Linked DNA regions of Mus musculus: region 2 is linked to region 1. A link is a contact called in public HiChIP or PLAC-seq data. All regions are on one chromosome and are shown on one strand. Each heading gives the region's core, a stretch centred on a gene start, on an enhancer-like site or on the middle of the called end of the contact. The rest is flanking DNA. Distances are from core to core; before and after follow the strand shown. Region 1 has its middle 21 kb from the start of Gm40694. Region 2 holds the start of 4933407G14Rik (RIKEN cDNA 4933407G14 gene).

Region 1 (6,594 bases), core at 897-3,396:
ATTGTAACCCAGAGGTCCCGACCACACCATCTCCTAAGATTCCGTTCATTCCTGTCCCAAAAGGAGACCTTGCAAACTCTGCTCTGTTAATTTCATTTACCTTCAGCATCTTGCAGCTACACGGTGGCACAGGGTTTTATGCTGTCCGTGGTGCCAAATGGGTATTAGAGAAACAGCATCTACAAACTGCATTTATAATGGTTTCTCTTTCTCTGATATTCCCTGCTTTAGGCATTTAAAAATAGATCATTTTTATTGATCCCTCAACCCCAAGCGGGGCAAATTCACTATCTTTATCCCTAGTACAGAGATGGGAAAACAAGTTCCTGAGCAACTGAACAGCTTGCCCATGGCCAGGTATGGGGTGAGGGAACTGAGCCCAAGCATTTGAGTCTCTGCTTCCAAGTGCTAGGTTATACTACACACAAATACAGAGGTGGATAGTCCAAACTTAAAGGCACCTTAGATACCAGAGATCACACCCAGATTTTGCAGCTGGGCAAACAGAGCCAATGAGATGACAGGAATTGTCCCTATTGACAGAGCCAGGATCCCAAGGAGTTCTTCACACCAGGGATCAATGTCCACTCCCCAGTGTTAGAATGCCTTCACTTTCTGCATTGTTTTGAGAATACTGCGTTTTAGTGTCTGTGGATTTTTTTCGTTTTTGTTTTTGTTTTGTTTTGTTGGTTGGTTTGGCGGGTTGTTTTATTTCATTTCTGTGTGCCTTACATTCTACTCTTTCTGAGTAAACATAAAATTGTTTCTATTGATTTCCTACAATCTATTGACTTTCCAATTTTCTCCCCATTTAAAATACAGAATTTATTTTAAGAGTGTGTTTATGGCTGGTGATATTTACGGGCTCAGTTTGCAGAGTGCTTGCCTGCCATGCACAACACAAATGGGCTGTAGTGGAGTCTGCAGTTCTAGCATTCAAGCATGGAGGCAGAAAGGTCAGAAGTTCAAGTCATAATGAGTTTGAGGCCAGCCTGGGATTTCATGAGACCCTACATTGAATATTTAATTTATTTGTTTAGTTTTTGTTTCTTTTTTTTTTTTTTTTGGACATGGGCTTGTGTGTGTGTGTGTGTGTGTGTGTGTGTGTGTGTAGTCCTGGCTGTCCTAGAACTAGATCTGTAGACCATGTTAGCCACAAAAAAATCAGAGATCTGCCTGCCTCTGCCTCCCAGTACTGAGATCAAAAGCATATGCCACCACACCCAACGCTGTGAGCATTTTAAGTTTACCACTAAAACTCGTATGAAGATATCCCATATATATCCTGCCTTCACATGCGCACTCGCACTCGCACGCGCACGCGCACACTCACACGCACACGCACACACACACACAAACGTGACTTGCCCCATTATACTATGCACCCCTGGGAAAGAGAAGTTTGCTCCCTCCGTCGGTCCATAGGTGGGTCCCTCCCTCCCTCCCTCCCTCCCTCCCTCCCTCCCTCCCTCCCTCCCTCTGGCTATTCTTCAGACACAGTCTCACACCATAACTCCAGCTTTGTACTTACAGTACAGCCCAGGCTGGCTTCCTTCTACTTCACTCTCCTGAGTTCTGGGATGACAGATGTGAGCCACTGGTCCAGGCTTTTCCCTTCTGTGCTGCATTAGAGATGGGCAATAGGCTAGGAACAGCTACATGGGGTGGAAAGTGTTTGACCACTGGAGTCAAATAAATCTTAGTTATCCATACTGAGCCTCGAGTGAAGTCCCATTGGTGATTATAAGGTAAGGTTTAGAATGTAGAAAGGGGTAACTATAGCCTAGAATGCAATACATACTGTGTTGCCCCTTCTACATTTCCTGGTAGCATCATTCACAAATATGGCCCAGAGTCCTTCATTTTAAAAAGCTAATTTTCATCTTCCATAATGACCTAGTCTATGTCCCTCTTGCAGTTGCCAACTTATTGAGAAATTATTCCCACTGAAGATCCTTTCAAAGAATGCTGCCTACCAGTCATTGCATTCCAGCTAGGAAATATGTTGTCCAGTTCCAACATGCTCTCAAGTGCTAAATTTAGCACGTAACTGGAAATCACCCTCACCGCAGCAGTAACTAGCAGCTGGCACACAGACCCCGGGCGCCGGCTCGCTCCCGTTCCCGCATCTAACCTCTCTGAATGTTTGTCTTCGACGTGGAGTCATTAAATAACTGGCTCTGAGTCACACAGCTACTTACAAGGCCCTGCATTAAGCACCACTGGCATAGACAAAATTCTTCCTGCTTTCAAAATGCTAAAATTTTAATCAAAGAAACAGGCCCACAGGCCTTTGTGGGCACAGGAGGATGGTGTAGGGATTTAAGCAGAGGATCTTTCACAAGGCAACGTAGTCTACAACTGAGCTCTATCTCAAACCCTTTGTTCTTGTTTTTATTTTCCAAGTTTCTCCAGTTGGGTTTGAATTCACTCTGTAGCCCAGGCTGGCCTTGAATTTTTGATCTATCTCAACCTCTTAAGCAGTTGGAATTATAAGCATGTGCCATCATACCAGGCTTGATATGATTATCTCACTGATAGTCACTCAAAAAAGTAGAAGGAGGAGGAGGAAGAGGAGGAGGAGGAGGAGGAGGAGAAGAAGGAGAAGGAGAAGGAGAAGGAGAAGGAGAAGGAGAAGGAGAAGGAGAAGGAGAAGGAGAAGGAGAAGGAGAAGGAGAAGAAGAAGAAGAAGAAGAAGAAGAAGAAGAAGAAGAAGAAGAAGAAGTAGAAGAAGAAGAAGAAGAAGAAGAAGAAAAGAAGAAGAAGAAGAAGAAGAAGCAGAATTATTGATATGTCAAATATTATGATAAAGTTATTGTAGAAAAATCAGTTTTAAAAGGCTCTGCTAGTCTGTGGCCATACCTCTCTGAACACATCTGATCTTGTCTGAAAAGACTCTGCTGGGGGTAAACAGAAATAGGAGGAAGCTTCTAGCTAATATAGACAGGCTGCAGTGTGGGAGGACAGCCATGATGGACAGGGAGACTAGAGAAAGGGCAGAATGCAAGATGTTTCATAATCCAGAAGATGTCTTCAGAAAGAAACATATTTCAGATTTTGAATCTGGAAACCCAGCGAGGGGTACTGATAGGAAAAACATAAATTCATCTTTTTTTAAAAAAAATTTATTTTATGTATATGGGTACACTGTAGCTGAACAGATGGTTGTGAGCCTTCATGTGGTTGTTGGGAATTGAATTTTTAGGACCTCTGCTCGCTCCGGTCAACCCTGCTCGCTCTGGTTGGCCCTGCTCACTCCGGTCCGGCCCACAGATTTATTTATTATTATACATAAGTACACTGTAGCTGTCTTCAGATCCACCAGAAGAGGGTGTCAGAGTTCATTATGGGTGGTTGTTGGATTTGAACTCAAGTCCTTCAGAAGAGCAGTCAGTACTCTTACCCGCTGAGCCATTTAGCCAGCCCCATAAATTCATCTTAAGACATTATTGTGTAACAATTTCCTGAGTTGACATTTGTCACCCTGAAGGGAAGCTGATTAAAACTCAGGAAATAAACAACTAAACAGCTTTAGGAAATCCCTGAAACTAACCAGATCTACTAGGCCTCTCTCTCTCTCCTAGTTTATATAAGAAAAAAGGATTACTGAGAGAAATTCCCAGATCCACAGAGCTGCCTAGAAACCAGAGACGCCCTGAGCTGCCCGTCGACTGATCAGCAGGCCGCTAGCTTCTTCAGGGTAAGGATGGCCTCTGATTGTCCGTTTGTTCAGCTTTGGAACTCTGTGTTTGGAACACCCAAAGTCTCCTGGACTCCCCCAGGACGCTGCGTTGTTCCTGCTTACAGTATAGGACATTGCAACGCTGTGCAGATTTGTAGATGGCATGGTCAGTCCCGACAAGTAAGGGAGGGTGGTGGCCGCTGTGCTCTGAGGGATGGGAGCCAGTGTTTCCTGGGGTCACCCGGGCAGGGTCTGAATGAAAGCTCTCTGCTCCCAGCTTTGTACTGCCTGAACGCCAGGTCCTCGCTGAAAGGTCAGGGCTGTTTACCAAAACCTCAGGATTGGAAGTCCGCAGTGGCAGGCCTGGGTAGCGTGCTCGCTGGTGGAGTGCTTGTCTAGAGTGTGGGAAGCCTGGGTTCCGTCTCCAGCACTTTAAAATCCAAGCTGTGGGCAGCTCTCAGCTGCCCACATTAATAAGAGCAAATAGGCCACCCATATTAATGAGAGTGGAGATAGAGGTCAAATCCCCAGTGTGTAGGTAAAGGAGCCATGTACAGGATTAGCTCTTAGGCTCACAGGCTTTTACCCAGAGCAACCCTGACCTGCTCCCGTGTCGTTTTGCCTGGGGGAAGGGAACTAGGACACTGAACCTTCATGAAAGATGACATGTCTCCCTAGAATAGGCTCATATATGCCGCAGAGCCTTTCCATTGCAGTGCTTAGCCGTGCAACTCTCTCGGGCTGCTGAAGCACACTCACTCTATCCCGTGCAATGAGTCTAGCCTCGTGAGATGTAAGAGCTGAGTGGCCAGCGACCTATTGCCTAGGCATAGATAACCATATATCAGGGGGAGCTCCATGTTCTACTCTCCAACCTGTTGAGCTGCCTGCAAGTTGGGCAGTGTGGTCCAGGTTTTAAACTTTTATGGGCTGTAAACCCATGCCAGGGTAAGCACTCAAAAACACAGCTGTCTTTAAGTCTTTTCTTCTGTAAGTAACCTCTCGCCCGTACTCCTACAAATAGTCCCAGTAAACTCACGGCTTCACTGAATCAGATTTTGGTGGCATGCTTACTATGGTCTTTGGTTCTCTCTCTGAGGTGAGTCGATACTTGTTTTCGTCTTCCCAGAAATAGTACCACACAGCAGGTGCGTTGCTATCAAGACAAGTGACCCTAATCCAGGAGAATATAATAGGCCTTGATATAATAAGATCTAAAATAAGGCCTTAAAAATTCTTATCAGCCAAGATTGAGTTTTGTATAAAGAAAGCACATGGGCTCTGAAGATGGCTGGATCAGTGAGATATCTGCTACACAAAGATGAGAGCCTGAGTTCGAATTCTAAACATCCATGTAAGGGCCAGGCAAGGGTCTCATTCACACATAGTAACCTCAGCATTGTGGGGGGAGTGGAGACAGGCAGATGCCAGGAGCTCACCACCCAGCCAGCTAAGACAAATCGATGAACTCTAGGTGATGTGTTTATAAAAAGATAAAGAGAAGAGGAATATATTTTAAGGAGGTGTAGTAAGGTGAGGGGAATGGGGGTGCCTCAGAGGGCCCAGGCTGAGGCATCCCTTCCCCCTGAGGGACCAGCCACCCAATGGTATAGTATAGAATAGAGTTTATTCAGTGCATGGAGAAGGGAGTTAAGAGGATAGTAGAGGGTAAGAAAGGCAGAGAGAGAGAGAGAGAGAGAGAGAGAGAGAGAGAGAGAGAGAGAGAGGAGAGAGAGGAGAGAGGAGAGAGGAGAGAGGAGAGAGGAGAGAGGAGAGAGGAGAGAGGAGAGAGGAGAGAGGAGTGAGGAGAGACGGAGACGGAGACGGAGACAAAGAAGAAGCCACCAGCCATGTCCACATGGAGAGAGAAGAGGTTGGAATGGGGAAAGAGCAAAGGAAGGAAGGCAAGAGCAGGAGCAAGAGAGCAAGAGAGAGAGGAGGAGACAGCAGCCCCTTTTATAGTCAGTCAGGCACACTTGGCTGTTGCCAGGTACTATGGGGTGACAGAATGCTAACACTAGATTCAGTGGAAGACCTTGTCTGAAAAACATGTGGAGAGTAATCAAAGAAGACAATTGATGTCTGCCTTTAACATTCACATGTACACATACATGTACACGTAAACTTGTATTATACCCCCCATGTTCATGGACCATATACAAAGAAGGCTTAAAAAATTATCATACAAAATCAATAGCTTTCCCACATTCCAGTAACAAACCCACCAAGAAAGAAATCAAGAGAACATTTCATTTACAATGGTAAAACAAAAATGTCTGAGATAAGTCTATAAAGGAAATAAAATGCTTTAGATCTTTTAAATGGGAAGTCTAAAATACTCTTAGTTGGGGTTTCATTGTTGTAAAGAGGCACTATGACCAAGGCAACTCTCATAAAGGGCATTTCCTTGGGGCTAGCTTACAGTTTCAGAGGTTCAGTCTATTATCATCACATTGGGGAAACATGGCAGCATCCAGGCACACATGGTGTTTAAGGAGCTCAGAGATCTACACCTTGATCTGAAGGCAGGCATAAGAGAGAGGAAGCTCTCTTGTCTGCACTGGGTAGAGCTTGATCATCAGGTGCCCTCAGATCCCGCCTACACAGTGACACACTTCCTCCAACAAGGCCATGCCTGCTAATAGTGCTACTCCCCATGCGCCAAGCATATTCACACCACCACAAATGACAAAGAAAGAAACTCAAGACATTTGATGTTAGCAAAAACTCCCATGTTCAAGGATTAGAAAAGTCAATTTTTGTTTGTTTGTTTGTTTGTTTTTCAAGACATGGTTTCTCTGTGTAGCCCTGGCTGTCCTGGAACTCACTTTGTAGACCAGGCTGGCCTCAAACTCAGAAATCCTCCTGCCTCTGCCTCCCAAATGCTGGGATCAAAGGTGTGTACCACCACT
Region 2 (7,501 bases), core at 4,636-7,135, 71 kb after region 1:
ACCTTGACGGGCGGGGCAATTTGACTCTTTTCAGTTGACAGCAGTGAACCAGAGTCCCCATATGCCGGCATGGAAGGCTTGAGGAAGCTATCCGGTAGTTGCAGCTGCTTACTGCTGAAGCACAACTCGGCCCTGGAAGGAAACAGCCCAGTCTCAACTGTACCTTGTAAGCGATACCTTTTGCCATCTCCAGTCTCAGTGACCTCTAGATGTCCTTAGACCCTGACCAGAGGTAGTTCATTTCCCCCCAGTGACCTACAAGACTGTTGGGACTGGTGCAGAAGGGACTAATAACAAGACTGGTATAAACGCAGTCCGCTCTTGGCGTGAAAGTCTACTGCGATTGGTGCGAACACCCCTTTCCTGGCTAGGAGTGGGTCACATCCTTTGCCTCTTCCCCACCCCTTGGCTTTAGTTTGTTTTGAGTGGCCTTATTTTGAGTGCTGCTTACTATTGCTGATACTGAAGCTGCTGCCACCCTCTCCATTGGTACCTACGACCATGTTTTTCATGGCTTCACCTCTGCCGCCGTCACAGCTGCCTGCAGCTGCCACAGTTCTGTAGCTTCTTGGTTCTACCTCCTCTGTGGCTCTGGGCTACTTTATTCATATTAGTATCTCCTTCATCGTACGGGCAACCCCAGCGAGCTTTTGATGAGACACTTCACGCATGCGCTTGATGGGGCATGTCACGCATGCGCTTGGTGGGACACGCCATCGCGCCCATGGTTAGGAAAGCAGAAAGCACAGCCATGAGCTCTAGGTGTTAGTTCTCTGCTGCCATTGACTGTTCATGTGACTCTGGATTTGCGAGGCACGTTCCTTCCGCGAGCAATGAGGCAGACTGTGGGTCTATATAGCTGAGGTATTGACTCAGCTTTAGGACTGGCTAAGGAAAGCATAAGGAGGCTCTGGGAAGCCCTGGGAAAGGGGGAGGGAGGCGGGGGAGCTAAAAGCTCAGAGGAAGGAAGGACATGCTGGGCTAATGGGATAATTGGATAATCTTCAGAGCTAGGGGCTGCCAGGCTGGGGCCAGCTGTAAGAAGATCGCACTAGCAACACAGGGTACTAGTGCAGGAAGCAGCTTGCTGAGCAGTGTGGGGGAGGGGCAGCAGAAAGCCAGTGGAGGGGGATAGAGGGAAGTCCTGAGAGGACATTGAGGACAGGCCCTTAGGGAGCCTGTTAACTAAGGTGGCAGGTAGGGACCCTGAATCCCTTTCTGGTCTCAAGGGTGTCCTGACCATGAAAGACTTGTAGACACCATGCCTACCCGTTGGAAATGACTATAGATGGGGCTTCTATTTGACATGCTTGTGAAAATATTGCTGGGCTCATGTAAATATTAATTTCAGATGCATCGCTCAGGAGAGTCTCCCTATCTCAGGTGCATACCAGGTCTGTGCTAGGCACAGAACAAAACACGTTTTGGAGAGAGGCCAAGAAGGGTACAAGAAGGGACAGCTAAGGGTAGTGAGACCATCACATCCTTTGGAACAGCGAGAAGCAAGGAAGACTTTATCATTTCTTACATGGGTTAAAAAAATGTCTGACGTGGGAACCGGAAATCAGAAACACATCCCAGGAGAAAGGTCTCAGCTGAGAACCGCCCCTTCTTCCCATGATTGGTTCTAAGTGGCTGTCCTTTCCAGTCTGCTGAATACCGCGGGGGAGGGGGGTTTCGTTGGGAGGGGGAAAGCTGGGTTTGACCTTGTCTTTGTTTGCTCTTTAAATCAGGTTGCTCCAGTCACACCAGTTGAAAGTTAGATGTGAATACAAAATGAAGACATAATTGTTCCTAGGTATGGTTTATGGGGAGGTTTTTAGTATAGACGTGAGGGAGAGCACAGCCAGGGGCATCTGGAAGATTCCAGACTGAACGGAGTCATAAGAGGAAAGAGAAGTAGGGAGGGCAAGAGAGGAGGAAGCCAAGGGAGGGATCAGGAGCCAAGAGAAGGGCCAGGAACAAAGAGGAGGACAGGTAGCCAAAATGGCTGGCTTATATAGGAATCAAGAGAAGCTGAGGGGTTGGAGAGATTGAGGTGGGGTATATCAGCCAGGGTGACTCTGAAACAGGTCCTCCTGATGCTCAGCACCTGGGAGCCAGCATCTGCTCTGATATGTTAGCAGGCACTTCCGGTTATATTAGTAGGCACTTCCGGTTATCCATCTGTCACAAGTTTCATTGAGATCTTAACGATCAGCACTGATCTGATGCTGCTATGCTAACTACTGATTCTGTCTGGGTGCTAAGACCCTTTGCTTCCGTTTTCTATATGCTTCATAAACTCACTAGTACAGCCATTACAAATGGTTATCTAGACCGTAGGAATCACCTTTGGAGATTTCCACGAAATGGCAGGGAGAGAACTAGAAATGAACAGATGCAAAATTCATCGCAATGTCAGAATAACAGGGATTTTTAGAAGCACAACAAAGGAAATGAGACAATTGAAGAAAACATCCCAGAGCCAAAGGATGTGAGTTTTCAGTATGAAAGGGACCCTGAGCGGCCAAGATGATAGGCATCTCACAGTGACATTTCCTAATGCTGAGACAAAGAATTCCTGCAGCATCCCGCACAGAGTCAGGGGTCAGAACGGCTTAGGTCTCCTCAACAGCTGCTCTGGAGACTCCAAGACCACGGGCTGTGCTGGAAGATAAAGGCCACGCTCTTCTGAGGCAGGATGGCGTCTCCCCTGGAACTGGACTTGTAACCAAGCATTAGCTACCTCAGACAGGCAAGACTTTGAAGGACAGGGTCTTGCATATCCTCTCAGGAAGCTCCGATAGCACATATGCCATGAAGGAGGAGGAAGGGGAGAGCACACTATGAGAAGACAGGGAGTCCAGGAAGCAGACGAACTTCACGGGAAGGAAGCGAGGGGATTCCCCTGGTGATGGTGATTGTTGTGTTTTATGAAGCGTAATGTCATGCGGCGGATGGGAGGGAGCACCTCAGCGGGCCCTGGCAAGGTGTTTCCCCTGCCCTCCCTCCCCTGAGGATGGGGGAATCACCACCATGAGACAGGCCTAGTACAAAGGAAGTTTATTGGGCGAAGAGAGCCAGGAAGTGGAGTGGGACCTGGAAAGGGCTGGAGGTAAAGAAAGGGGGAGAGAAAAGGACAGAGAGGGGAGAAAGGAAGAGGGGAATGGGGGAAGAGGTCGGCCATGGTCACGTGGGATGGGGTGGCGGGTGGTGTGAAGAGTAGATGGGGAGAAGCCTGCCCCTTCTTCTAAGGGGCGAGGCTTGTACCTGGCTGTTGCTAGGTAACTGTTGGGCGGAGCCTAGAAGAATGCTAACATTGATGGTGATGGGAAATCCCAAGCTTGGCAGCCCCAGAGCAGGTCCTCAGAGAAGGAGCACAAATTCTAAGACAATCCTGTGAGCCACACATTGAAAAGGGATCGAGATAATAACGAACAGAGATTAGGTGATTAGGGGGACTTCTGATAAGACCCTAGAAACATAAATGCACAGGGAAACAAGATAATCAAAACAAAAACACAGTGGAGAGGAAAAGCCATGGTCGTTACAGCGCCGCTTCCCCGACATCGGACCTTTTATTGTTATGAGAACAGAAATGTTAGCAGCAAGCTAAGGCTCCGTTTGTGAAATGCTTGCCCCAGAAGCATGAAGCCCTGGGCTGTGACTTCCATTACCTATTTAGGAAGCTGGCTGGGACGGATTGTGCCTATAATCCAGTAGCTGAAGAGGTGGAGACACAAGAATTTCGGGGACTTGCATAGCCAGTCACTTGGCAAGTGTAGTGGGGGATCCTGTCTCAAAAGTGAAGGTGGAGAGGGCTGGAGAAATGGCTCAGCTCTTGCACGTGGAGGCAAGGCAGTGCTGTAGGGTTGGTTCTTTTCGCGGTTGGGAAGATCAAAGTAAGGTTTTCACCTTTGCCTGGCAAGTACTTTTACCCACGGAGCTATTTCACGAGCCACGTTCTTCACTTTAGGGAGAATTGTAGGGACAATATCCTTTTGAAATTTTATAGACGTTTAACTCTCGAGCCCATTTAAGATTAAAACCACAAATGTCATGAAGGGCGGCAGCTGCAGCAGGTGTCCACATTTGGGTGCTGCCCAGTGTTTGTGAGCAGCCAAGTGTGGGGAGCCAAAGATGTCTTCAGTGTATGTCAGCCACGTCAAGGATCTACTCTACAGATCCATGGGAACGTTATCTCTCTAGATGAGCATAATTACGAGACCATCACAGAAATTCACAGCTGGATACAGTGCAGAGATCAACAGATTGTGGGGAGCCAAGCAACAACAGACACATAGCTACATAGCTCCTGCATCTATAGCTTGGGGGGGGGGGGCGGAGATTAGGAGATTGAGACTGCCAGGAAGTCTGCTGTGAGACAGTCTCTCCTAAAACAGCTACATAAATAAGACTGGAACAATCACAATAGCAATGGGCATATTCACATGAATGGGGGGGGGGGTCATTTCACAGTCTCTCACTCCTACACAAAGAACTACAGGCAGCTGTTGACTACTGGGCTGTAGCAGGAATAGTGGGACAGCCTCTAGGGGCCACACAGCCCCAAACGTATCTCCTGCAGGAGAACCTAATTGAAGACTACCTGAGAGACCAAGGATTGCTGGTACAGACAATGCCAACCAATCAAGATCTGCTGTTTAGAAAAGGTGCTTCCTTGGGACCAACGAGGGTATTAAAGGAGCTTGCAGCAGTGTTTAGAAAGCTTGCTGCAGCGTTTCTCACGTGCTCCCAGAGTCTCCGTTGACTCTGCACTACCTCAACACCAACTCCCAAGGGCAGGTAGGGTCAGGCAGAGAGCAGCCCAGGGCACAGGCAACACTGGGAAGGAGTATCAGCCTCTCCTAAGAGGTGAGAACCATTTGATTCTCCAATGCAGGGTGGTCAGCCTTGAAACCATCACTCACAAACAACAGAAACAGACTCAGCAAGGTATGTGTGCGTGCGTGTGTGTGTGTGTGTGTGTGTGTGTGTGTGTGTGTGTAAGAGAGAGAGACAGACAGACAGATTATCAAAAAGAAGCTATCAAGTTGAGAATGTGAGCCCATGGGAGAGGTTTGAGGGAAGGGACCTAGGAGGGGCTGGAGAGAGGAAATGAAAGGGAGAAGTGTTATAATTCTATTTTAATTTAAAATGTTTTCTTTTAAAGAAAGCAAGCTGAACACTATGGGAGGCAAGCCCAGTAAACCATTCCTCCATGAATTCCCGCTTCAGTCCCTGCCTCCAGGCTCCTATCTTGGGTTCCTATTCAGACTTCCTGCCTTGACATCCCATAATGAAGGACTGAAATGTTGAAGTGTAAGCCAAATAAACCCTTTGCTCTCCCAACTTGGATCAGATCATCCTATTTATTCAACCAACAGGGGAGCAAACTAGGGCAGGAATCCAAGGCTATCCTAGATTGCATAGCAAGCTCAAGACTAGCCAGAACCAGTGAGACTCTGCTGCAAATCAAGATCTAGGTAAGTAGTTCAGAGGCACAGTGCTTGTCTGGCATGCGCAGAGCCCAAAGTCAGTCCCCTAGGTCTGCTTTCTGTCTTCCCTGAGCGGCATTCCAGTGGCGAGGCAGATGCACAGCCAGACAGAGCCCTGATCTAACAACAACATGTGTTAGAGACACAGGGGACATTCGTGAACAGAGAAGAGGCCATGTAAGGACACAGAAGGCAGCCATGGCACACCCATAAAAGAAACCTCAAGAGAAGCCAAACCTGCCCACACCCCCATCTTGAACTAGGAGCGACTAGAACTCTGAGGAATAAATGTTTGTTGTCTAAACCACTCCTTCTGTGATGTCACATTATGATTTCATTACACAACTAACATTCTCTCACTATGAGTTCATACACACACACACACACACACACACACACACACACACACACCTACCTCAGCCAGAACATGTGCTCTTACATACTCAGGGTGTGTAGCTATACAGATACAGTTCTAGGAGGCATCCATGCCAAGAGAGGGAGAGGGAAATACTGCCCACTGGCCAGGATCAGTTGTTACAATGGAATCCAGTCTAAGTATACAATAAGCTCCTGAACTTTTAGGGGCATGGGAAATGAGCTGTCTGCTCTCAAATGCCACATTTGCCTTCTTGTCTATGTATCCCAAGTCCCTGAGGCTCAGCAGACTCCCAGAGTGCATAAGGAGATTCCATCAGTTGGGATACACAGGTGTATGACTAAGTCTCAATTTCCAGCTTCATTTTATGCTGGGTGCTTGAAAAACTGTTATTTATTTAAAAGGGGGAGGGTCATTAATTTCACATCTGTATTCAGTCAAATGCCCTTCCCCCACATGCTCTGTAACTGTTAAGACATAGCTCAAGGATAAAATTTAATTCTCTGGCTTGGTATTGAACACCTAGTCCAAGGTTGGCCAGTCAATTGCTATAGTTTCTTGTTAACCTCTGACTAAATTACAAAAGAACACGTCCTTGAAATCTTTCTGACACCCATGTGTATATTTAAATCCAATCCATATGGCAGGATATGATACAATCTTCTAAGACAGACGGTGCAATGGTCACTGTCTCTTGGTATTCACATTCCCATATGAGAATTAAAACTAGTAACTTTCTTTGAATATAAAGCACAGGGAGTTTCTTGGTTTACAACAATAAATTCCTTCATCGAAAGCTGGGAATAGCAGGAAGCCGAAATGCATTGCAAACGTCTGTCCTACTGAATGTAATAGCTCAGGACAATTGTATTAGCCTACGGATGGGAATAATCCAACACAAAACACGTTTGATTCAAAGCAGTGCCACAGGTCCCACAGTGGTTGCATGTGCGCTCTTCATACCACCTGAAAGGTAAGCGTTCTAAAACCTGTACGTTGAGGACTGTCTGGAGAGCAATCATGGTAGGTGGTGTTCCTGAGATGCGGTAGCCAAAGGACCAGGGCTTCTATCCTGCTCATTCAACTGTTTCGCTGTAAGAAAGTGTTAGAGCTGTCTTATAGAGAAGCCTGCATCCCGGGATCCAAACCCTACAAAGGACCATGTCAGTGAACTTGACAGTGGAGTCCCTTCAACCCCATCCAGCCTTTAGGATGAGAGCTCAATTATAACCTGAGGCACCCAGTTCTTGAACCTAGACCCTCGACCACAGAAATGGTCGGATAATACGTTTGTTGTCTGAAGGCACAAATATTAAAGTAATCTGTTATGCAGTAACAGACAGTAATATCCAATGTAGCATAATGTGTGCCACAGCAATGGACATCGGAAACACAAGACCCGACTCCAATTCTTCCTCTGACTTCTTGCCTAGAGCAACCTTTGCCTGACCTGAATGTGAGAGAGATGTTCTCATGGGTCATTTTATACACCACTGTCACGTCTTGCAACCTCTCTTGGTTTTGTCCTTTTGAGAAACTGGAAGCCCGGAACCACTTAAGTTCCTTTTGGCCTTTTGTTTAGACAGAGCAGGTGTTTGGACAAACAGATAAAAAAGTCGGTTTTGAGAAGTAAGAACTGTGCCAA

What was found. HiChIP or PLAC-seq counts read pairs in DNA pulled down with a chosen protein or histone mark.
Region 2: a contact with region 1 is called in an H3K27ac HiChIP or PLAC-seq map of heart atrium, with 5 read pairs. The contact joins the promoter of 4933407G14Rik here to the enhancer-like site in region 1. A contact is called at or near these places in 2 of 484 Hi-C or Micro-C datasets (brain and liver) and 5 of 115 datasets of contacts at active chromatin or transcription factors (embryonic stem cells, heart atrium, intestinal villus epithelium and 1 more).

What each region holds. Positions count from the first base shown.
Region 1 is chr10:75,376,830-75,383,423 of GRCm38.p6, forward strand. No RefSeq gene overlaps it. Among named protein-coding and RNA genes, the nearest start is that of Gm40694, 21 kb to the right of the region's middle. Within about 2 kb of position 2,147, at least 27 of the 459 cell types and tissues checked have an H3K27ac peak or open chromatin away from gene starts, as enhancers often do. A contact at or near this core is called in heart atrium, where this site is marked.
Region 2 is chr10:75,443,625-75,451,125 of GRCm38.p6, forward strand. It overlaps 4933407G14Rik (RIKEN cDNA 4933407G14 gene), which reads left to right and starts at 5,886. Exons shown (of 3, transcript NR_045841.1): 1 at 5,886-6,829.